3 separate regions of the Mus musculus genome follow, and all the other regions are linked to region 2. The links are chromatin contacts, called in public Hi-C and promoter capture Hi-C maps. All regions are on one chromosome and are shown on one strand. Each heading gives the region's core, a stretch centred on a gene start, on an enhancer-like site or on the middle of the called end of the contact. The rest is flanking DNA. Distances are from core to core; before and after follow the strand shown. Region 1 holds the start of Pus3 (pseudouridine synthase 3). Region 2 holds the start of Dcps (decapping enzyme, scavenger). Region 3 has its middle 19 kb from the start of Cdon.

Evidence for each region. Hi-C and Micro-C count contacts between places; a contact is called where the count stands out from the background. Capture Hi-C pulls out chosen DNA fragments and counts their contacts.
Region 1: a contact with region 2 is called in a promoter capture Hi-C map of liver. The contact joins the promoter of Pus3 here to the promoter of Dcps in region 2. A contact is called at or near these places in 13 of 39 promoter capture datasets (the C10 cell line, the HPC-7 cell line, cranial neural crest and 8 more), 7 of 484 Hi-C or Micro-C datasets (CD4 T cells, the G1E-ER4 cell line, embryonic stem cells and 2 more), 15 of 115 datasets of contacts at active chromatin or transcription factors (the 230-238 cell line, craniofacial prominence, effector CD8 T cells and 9 more) and 4 of 9 other capture datasets (adipose tissue, liver, macrophages and 1 more).
Region 3: a contact with region 2 is called in a Hi-C map of CD8 T cells, with 6 times the contacts expected there. The contact joins the enhancer-like site here to the promoter of Dcps in region 2. A contact is called at or near these places in 6 of 39 promoter capture datasets (the C10 cell line, cranial neural crest, embryonic stem cells and 2 more), 12 of 484 Hi-C or Micro-C datasets (CD4 T cells, CD8 T cells, LSK cells and 6 more), 6 of 115 datasets of contacts at active chromatin or transcription factors (astrocytes, effector CD8 T cells, embryonic stem cells and 2 more) and 2 of 9 other capture datasets (adipose tissue and liver).

The regions. Positions count from the first base shown.
Region 1 is chr9:35,557,215-35,559,914 of GRCm38.p6, reverse strand. Pus3 (pseudouridine synthase 3) reads right to left here and starts at 1,355. Exons shown (of 5, transcript NM_023292.5): 1 at 1,182-1,355; 2 at 398-612. It overlaps Ddx25 (DEAD box helicase 25), which reads left to right and starts at 1,445. Exons shown (of 12, transcript NM_013932.4): 1 at 1,445-1,577; 2 at 2,164-2,230; 3 at 2,486-2,533. The coding sequence starts at 1,515.
Region 2 is chr9:35,174,690-35,177,544 of GRCm38.p6, reverse strand. Dcps (decapping enzyme, scavenger) reads left to right here and starts at 1,558. Exons shown (of 6, transcript NM_027030.2): 1 at 1,558-1,774. The coding sequence starts at 1,577.
Region 3 is chr9:35,431,704-35,434,403 of GRCm38.p6, reverse strand. It overlaps a transcript of Cdon not described here. Among named protein-coding and RNA genes, the nearest start is that of Cdon, 19 kb to the left of the region's middle. Within about 2 kb of position 1,258, at least 11 of the 459 cell types and tissues checked have an H3K27ac peak or open chromatin away from gene starts, as enhancers often do. A contact at or near this core is called in CD8 T cells, where this site is marked.

The DNA of each region.
Region 1 (2,700 bases), core at 106-2,605, 380 kb before region 2:
TGTATATGGCGAGGGTACACATTTCCTTTGTAATAAAGGGTTTGAGACGCGCTACGACCATTAATCAACTCTGAAAAGAATTGTGTAAAACAAAACCCAAAGTTTCCCGCCACCCCTTCCTTCCATAGCATAATTAATGGGCTTCCACTGTTCATATTTGAGCAATTTTGATGTAGTAGAGGCCCTCTAAACTAGTTACAGACTCTAAGCCCCGCCGATGGGATTTCCTAGCTGCTAGAAGTTCCAGGCACGACACGATATGCGTTGTCCTAAGTCCCATTTCATACACCAAGGCCTTCTTAAACACTTAAATACCAGGGCAGAAGGTAGCAGTTCAGCCTCCATCTGTTCATTCCTCTCTAGAACTCAAAGATGCCCAACTCAGAGTTTAACTCACCTTCCGGTCCTCAGTAGGCGGCCATGCGGCTAGCCGGAAGCTATGGCTTTCCGTCTTCAGTAAGCATGCGCGGCTTCACCAAGCGTGCGCCGACGGTTCTGGGAAATGTAGTTCGGAAGGCACGGTGTGGGCTTTTAGCCGAAGCCCACCGCATGCGCAGGTTTCTGATGCAGCTTCCTCTTTACCGCAAGCCAATACGAGAAATATAGTCTGGTCTAAAATGAGAAAAAAAGATTTTCAAATGCTGGCTATCCTATATGAAAACTAAGAGATTGAAGATCCTGTCCCAACATCGTTTAATTAACAGAAATTTAACCTTGAGAGTCGAAACATTTACTACTAGAATGTAAATGTAAGGGTTAAAGGGAAATGCTTTGACCTGAAAACACTGAAAGATTGCGACAGAACAGGGCCAAGGAATTCTGCTTCAGCACCACGGAGAGATCATGGCTCCAGTTTTGAGTTTCTGCTTTTGACAATTATAGAAATGTTGCCCCAAGTCTTAAAATTCCAGTCAGAAAACTGAAAATCCTGGTTCTTTGGTCCAAACTTAGCATAAGGTTGGACCAAAGAGCTACCCCAGAGCTGTGCAATACATGTCATAGATATAGATAGTGGTGGTCCAGATTGCTTTAAAAGGAGACCCCTCCTTAGAATAAAAATTAAAATATGCGTGTATGTGGGCACATCACAGGTATCCTGGACACATGTCCGCACTTGAGTTCTGTTTTCCTTCTGAACCTCTGGTCAAGCCCATCTCTCCCTCCACTGTGCAACCTCACACCTGGTGATGCCCAAGCGGGGCTGTCGGGAGAGATACCCGCACGAGAGCCTGCAGCGCGGTGTGTGTACCGCCTCCGTGCCCACTTTCTCTCTGCTGTGCGGATGGCCGGCTGGTCAAACGGAAAGCTCGCGGGTGTCCCGCACAGCTGCGCCCCGCACCTCTCTCCCTCCGCCCGCCCCGCGCCGGGCCCGCGCCTGCGCACTGCGCCGCGCCACGGGTGGTCGCGAGGCGGACGCCGGTCCCGGAGCCTGACCATTGGCCACTGAGCCGAGCCGGCGCTGCCCCGCGCGGGGGTGGCAGCACGTGCCAGGGGCGAGAGCGGAGACCGCAGCTATGGCGTCGTTACTTTGGGGAGGCGACGCCGGGGCGGCGGAGAGCGAGCGGCTGAACAGCCACGTAACTGCCGCTGAGCAGGGGAGGGCCCAGGGGCGGGGGCTAGAACAGGGACTCCCGAGGGAAGTCCCCTGGGAAGGGGAGCGCCCGGCCGGCGTTTAGAGCGGGGTGTCAAGTGATGGGGGGTGTCAAGTGATGGGGGGCTGGGCTGGAAAGGCCACAGAAAAGGAGACTCCCAGAAAGGACCGACCTTTGATTTGAAAGGGCAGAGACCCCCTCAGGAAATACAGAGAGAGTGCGCAGCTGCTAGTCCTATCTGTACTGAGTTTTCTCCTATCCTGGTTTTGACCATTTAGCAGGCTTCTCATCTTCATAGCCACCTTCCCCTTGTAGTTGTAAACCACCCATCACCCAGATGCTGCCCATATTCAAACTAAGAGCCCTTATAAAGAGAGACTATGGAAGCCCCCATTCTATTATATGAGAATTCATACAATTACACAGATTCTTATAATGAAATCATTAACCCTTAACATTGCAAAGGAAGCAGTTTGAGGTGGTCTTCCCTCCCCTTGCTGTAGGATAGCGCCATGCTTCTTGCTTGATGTCCTGCTTCCTAACCTTGGTTGAATTTTGTGCCTTTCAATAGTTTTCAAATCTCGTCCATCCCAGGAAGAACCTTCGTGGTATTAGGAGTACCACAGTCCCAAACATAGGTGAGTGTTGTTAGGCTAAAGCAAGACTGGCTTAATTAACACCTTTGCTTTCCCCATGTATCTGCCATGAAATAGCTTTGGCTTCCTTCCTCTCCACTGAAAATCCTCCACCTCCTCAGGCACATCGCTTTACTCTTGCAGGAGATGGCTCTGTTTGCATACACTGTAGCGTCTGTGAGACGTTCTGAGAATGCATTGTATGTTTCCACTCAACATTTTTCTTTATGCTTCTTATTTTCCCTTTTACCCTCATAGACGGCTCTCTTAACACGGAAGATGATGATGATGATGAAGACGATGTAGGTAGGAGACAAGCTCGACTGAATGTACCTATTAGCTCTGCTGCTTGGTTTACCATCGCTTTGACTGTGCTAAAAGGATTAATTTCCTTGGGAAAGCACTATCTTTGTTTTCTTTTTGAATGAATACTATGGGGGGGGAGTACTGAATTAGGAGGGGGGTGCATTCCT
Region 2 (2,855 bases), core at 309-2,808:
ACAGAAAGTTGCATCTTGTTCATATTAAGAACTGAAAAAAAATTGTGCCATATCCATTACATTCGTCTGAAAAATTAAAGCTCATTGCCACTTACAAGAATAATGTTTGTTAGACTAGTTCTTGTGTGAGACCCTGATTTAGAGCATTTCTCCCTGGAAGGTAAAGCCCCTGGATATTCCCTAAGCTTGTTTTCCCTGATCTTTAAAAATCCAGCTAGAAAGAAGCTCTTTGTTCTCTATAGCCAGAAAAAAGCCTTTTTGTTTCTATACTGTACAACCGGAGATGCCTGCCTTCCTGTGCTGAGGACACGGAGATAAAAATTCAGAAAGAACTCACTCCCCACTCCTGCCTTGTAAATTTCACCAAGGACACCGGGAAGAGAAGAACTCTTCCCAACTCCTCCCAACTCTCCTCCCAATTCCTCCCAACTCCTCAGCTACCTGTTAAAAGCCCCCTACTGTCACTGCTCAGGGTCGAACTCCCCTGCCCTGCAGGGCAGGCAGCAGGCGGAGGGACTTTGTCCTCAGCTAGCTGATAATAAAACCTCTTGCAGTTTGCATCAGGTGTGGTTTTCTCTCGAGATGTTGGGGTGTTGGCCAGCTCATCCCGGGACTTGAGCGGAGGCCCAGCATTGGGGTTCTTACACTTGACAATATTTGGAGTTGCCAACTGAAAGGGAGTGGGAAAAGGGCTAGCCTGTACGAATGGCCACACCAGTCACCTACAAAATCTAAAAACGCTGAGTTTTATTACTATTCCTTTACAATAAAAGAATACAAACTACTTCTCTGGGTAATAGGGAAGAACTACAGGCAAAGTGGATTTAGGAAGTTATGGAAAGACATGTATAATCCGTCTTGTCAGCTTACTTTTTCTTATCTACAAACAAATAAAAAACCCAAAAGGCTAAGTCTACACATAAAGGGAAAACAATTGATGTAAAATAACGAAAGTAGGAGAAAATGAACAATAGTTTACGTACTCACTTTTTAAAAACAACAACCAAGCCCCGAAGGTAGTGGCGTACGCCTTTAATCTCTACACTGGAGTCAGAGGCAAGTGGATCCAGCCTAGTCCATACAGATACCCTGTCTCAAAACAACAAAAACCAAGAAACAAAATGCCTTGTCGATTTATTTAAAACAAAATAAAACATTCCTTGCACGCCCACTCGTGAGTTGGGACCTTAATGTAAAACGTCATTATTTAACACTCTGTATCCATCATCATACAGCACCCAAAAGTGTTTTCGGTTTCCCATCCCAGGAGCTGGGCTAAGGTGGGCCTCTTTATTGTCACACACCTCTACTCCACCTCGTTAGGACCTCGCTGGTTTCCTTTCCCTTCCTCATCGCCTTCTAGGCAAAAGTCATTGGAAGGCCCTCACCCAAACAGGTGCAAAAACTGCAGAAGCGGACTACAACTCGAAGCATGCCGGGAAATGGAGTAGCGGACGTGCCTGCGCGGAGCATGCCGGGAGTTGAAGTCCAGTCCCTCACAGACTGTGAGGAAGGACCGCAAGGGGCGTGGGCGGAGGCTTCTTCGTGCAGGCGGGTACGGTTCTTCCCAGGCAGCATGGCGGATACAGCGCCTCAACTCAAGAGAAAGCGCGAACAGGAGGCAGAGGAGGCAGAAACCCCCAGCACAGAGGAGAAGGAAGCAGGCGTTGGCAATGGCACCTCTGCCCCTGTCCGCTTACCGTTCTCCGGCTTTAGAGTACAAAAAGTGCTCAGGGAGTCTGCGCGGGACAAAATTATTTTCCTGCATGGGAAGGTACCATTAAATAACCCGGGGGACGCGGGAAGGAGGGAACCAGTCTTCGTGTCAGAAGCGGATTTGTTTCCATTCTGGGAACTACCAGTCACGTTATTCGGGGAAGGTGGAGTGTGCCACTACCATGATACCTGTAGCGACAAGATTGCTGTGTAATTAAAGGAATGCGCACATCTAGGTCTAATTGCCCCAATTTCTCCTTCCCTAGAAATAGATGCCAGTTTTAAAATCACGTGTTAAACTCCCCAAGCCATTCATCATCGTTTATTTTACGTATGAAGACGCCAGGAACTCAGCAAGTGTTTGTTCTGCATCTTGTCTCTGGAAATGACGAGATAACTATTGAGATGTGGTCCCTGCTTTATGTGACTTCAGCCTAAGTTGTTAACCCTTTCCACATGCTGTGTGCTCTCATGTATGAGGGGGATCCAGGCGTGTGCATGGCATGTGGAGACCACTGTCCCTGTTCTGGGTCTCCTGGACTGCAAACTACTAAGGAGTTAGCTGGTTCTGCATACATTGTGCTTAGCTGTCTAGCAGGAACGGAGGAGAGTTGGAGACCATCACAAACTACTGAGGCAACTAGTCAAGGCAGATACGGAGGTTTCTCTAGAATGGGCTGCTTGAAACTTCCACGTGTGACTTCATTCTGCTGAGAAAGTTTTATACAACCCTGGGTATATAGGCATATATAATATATAACACACACACACATATATATATATATCTTTGGTATACTTACATATTTTCATTAAAGATGTAAACAAATTTGCATGCTTACAAATGACATGGATGTGCCTGCTTATAAAGAATGAGCTCTTGGCTGACCAATGCAGCAGGATATAGAGCATTTTGAGCCTTTTTCAGAGTTGATCAATATTTTCATTTGATAATAGTGCTGAGAATGCTACTTTGTATTAATATGTAGTACAGAGTGGCAGAATTGCGACTACTATGGTTAGCTGTTTGTCTCCTTTTGAGCTTGACAAGTACCATTTCAGAAACTGTTGGAGATACAGTCCTAATCCCAAGCCATATTCATTTAACAACTTTTAAAAATGAAACTCAGCAACTCAAACAG
Region 3 (2,700 bases), core at 9-2,508, 260 kb before region 2:
GCTGCGTTCACTCTAGGTGACCTGAGACACAAAAGATGCTAGTAGTTTTCAGTGAGTTAGAAAGAACTTTTATAAGCAAGTGGGGATCTTGTTTGCCTACTAAATGTTAAAGTCCACTCCCACCCCCAGCCCCCAAAACCCTCACATTTCAACATAAAGAAAAAAAAAAGAACCGTATTTGTACAAGAACTGCTCAGAACAGTTTCTCACTCTGGGTTGCTGAAGAGCTATAGAATTTTAGTATGTGTGACCTTCTTGTTTTGGTTCCATGCCTGCTAAAATCTATAATTCCAACTAGTGAAATATGCTCTCTCAACTCTGTGTGTGTGTGTGTGTGTGTGTGTGTGTGTGTACAGCTAGCTAAGAAAACAAGAAATTAACCAAATGTTAGTTTCTGCTTATGGGGCTAACCACTTCCTTATCTTTCCCCTAGTAATCTACTATATTGAGAAGAAAAATCTCAAATTAAGAAGTAACACACTGAGAGGCTCCTTCAAATAATCTTTATGATCATTTCCAAGGGCATGGGAGGTAAGTTCACATTTAAGAAGCCCACTTTGGGGGTTAACTAAAATATTCCTATTAACATAAGTAATATACACATAGTCAAATCCCTGAGCTAAAATTTATTTGATGCCACAAAGGCTTGATAGCAAACCTCTGCAAGCTGCACTGTATAATTTAAAACCCCACTGTGGCCGCTGTCATAGCAACAAATGGGAAATTATTCTAAGACCTAACCACTATGACAATAGTTCTTTTTAAAATACATCCTCAAACACAAAAGAAATAACAAATCATGACAATTGTGTTTGCTAGCTTAATAGGAAACCGTGGCTAACAACCAGGGTTACAATGACTCAAAATTAACTTTAGCTAGCCAGGAAATCCAGAAAAAAAAAAAAGAATTTAACTCAAATACATGATGAAATTTATATGAAAGACCCATAGATAATGATAGTCAGAGCAAGATTAATAAAATTTATTTTCTGGGCAAAATCCAACTAAAATACAAAATAATTTAAAATATGGTAACTAGAGCTTAGAACCAGGACTGGGGAGAAAATGGATCTGTTTTATTTTTGTTATAGCCTCAAAAGGGATTTGTGTTGTCTTTTTTTTTTCTTGATAGTTTCTTTATTTGCATTTCAAATGTCATCCCCTTTCCTGGTCCCCCCACTCCAGGAAACACCCTATTCCATCCCCCATACCCCTGCTTCAATGAGGGTATTCCCCCACCCACCTACTCCCACCTCCCTGCCCCGGCATTCCCCTACACTGGGGCATCAAATCTTCACAGGACCAAGGGCCATCTCTCCTCCCAATAATGCCTGACAAGGCCATCCTCTGTTACATATGCAGCTGGAGCCATGTGTATTTCTCAGTTGGCAGTTTAGTCCCTGGGAGTTCTGGGGGGCGAGGGAGGGGTCTGGTTGGTTCATATTGTTGTTCCTCCTAAGGGGCTGCAAACCCCTTCAGCTGGCTCTAACACCTCCACTGGGGACCCTGCGCTCAGTCCAATGGTTGGCTGGGAGCATCTGCCTCTGTATTTGTCAGGCTCTGGCAGAGCCTCTCAGGAGACAGCTATATCAGGCTCCTGTCAACAAGCACTTCTTGGCATCCACAATAGTGTCTGGGTTTGGTGACTGTATATGGGATGGATCCCCAGGTGGGGCAGTCTCTGGATGGCCTTCCCTTCAGTCTCTGCTCTACATTTTGTATTTGCTTCCATGAGTATTTTGTGTTGTCTTTTAAATATTTTTCAATAACTATAAATAAAACTACACTGGTTTAGAAATGAGAGAAAATCCAATCAGAATGTAGCTGGAAAATATGTTTCAGAGATGCACATGTGTAGAATTGAGTTAGGAAGACACTTAATCTACCCACACCATCTCAGCAAAACTGTGTGCTTCTCAAAACAGTGTGCACTTCCTTCTTCAAGAGCATCTAAGGCTTTAAGGAAAACTAGAACATCTCCTTTAAAATGGAATCTTAGAGCCCCCAGGAATCCCACCACTCAGGAGAAGGTGGGGGAACTGCCCCAAGTCAAAGGCTAGCCTGCTCATACAACAAGATCCTGTCCCAAAAATAACTGGCCAATGGTTCGGTCAGTAGAGGTGTTTGTACACAGGCCTGAAGACCTGAGTTCAATCCTAGATCCCACAAGGTAGGAGATAATAGTTGCCCTCTGCCTCATGGCATGCCGCAGACACGGCTCCTACATAACTGCGCACACAGACACAGAAACAGACATGCACCACTCACATGCCCACCTAATAAACACTGTGATAATAAAATAATAAAATGGCAGTCGCTCAGTAGGCTGTAACTGTGAGGTAAGTCATGGCCTCCGCACAGTAGTGAGTCTTCAGTGGGGTGCCAGCCAAGTTTTTAGAAGTTATTAAGAACCTAAACGTTTCTTCTTGGGGTTTTCTAGTCCCTAGGTCGACTGGAGCTAACGTTCAGATGCTAGGATACCAACAACTGGAAATCATCTCCATCCCTGCGCCCAGCCTTCCCTTCTCCACACCCTGCCACATGCACCAAATGCCGTCAAGTTGCCAGCTACATATGGTCTGTCTGTCAATCCATGAAGAGGAACCCGTTTTACGAGTGTGGGTTCCTGGGGCTCCTGTCCTGCCCTCCTCATCGCCATCAAGACGGGAACATGGGTACTGACTGATAAGTCCTTCGGTT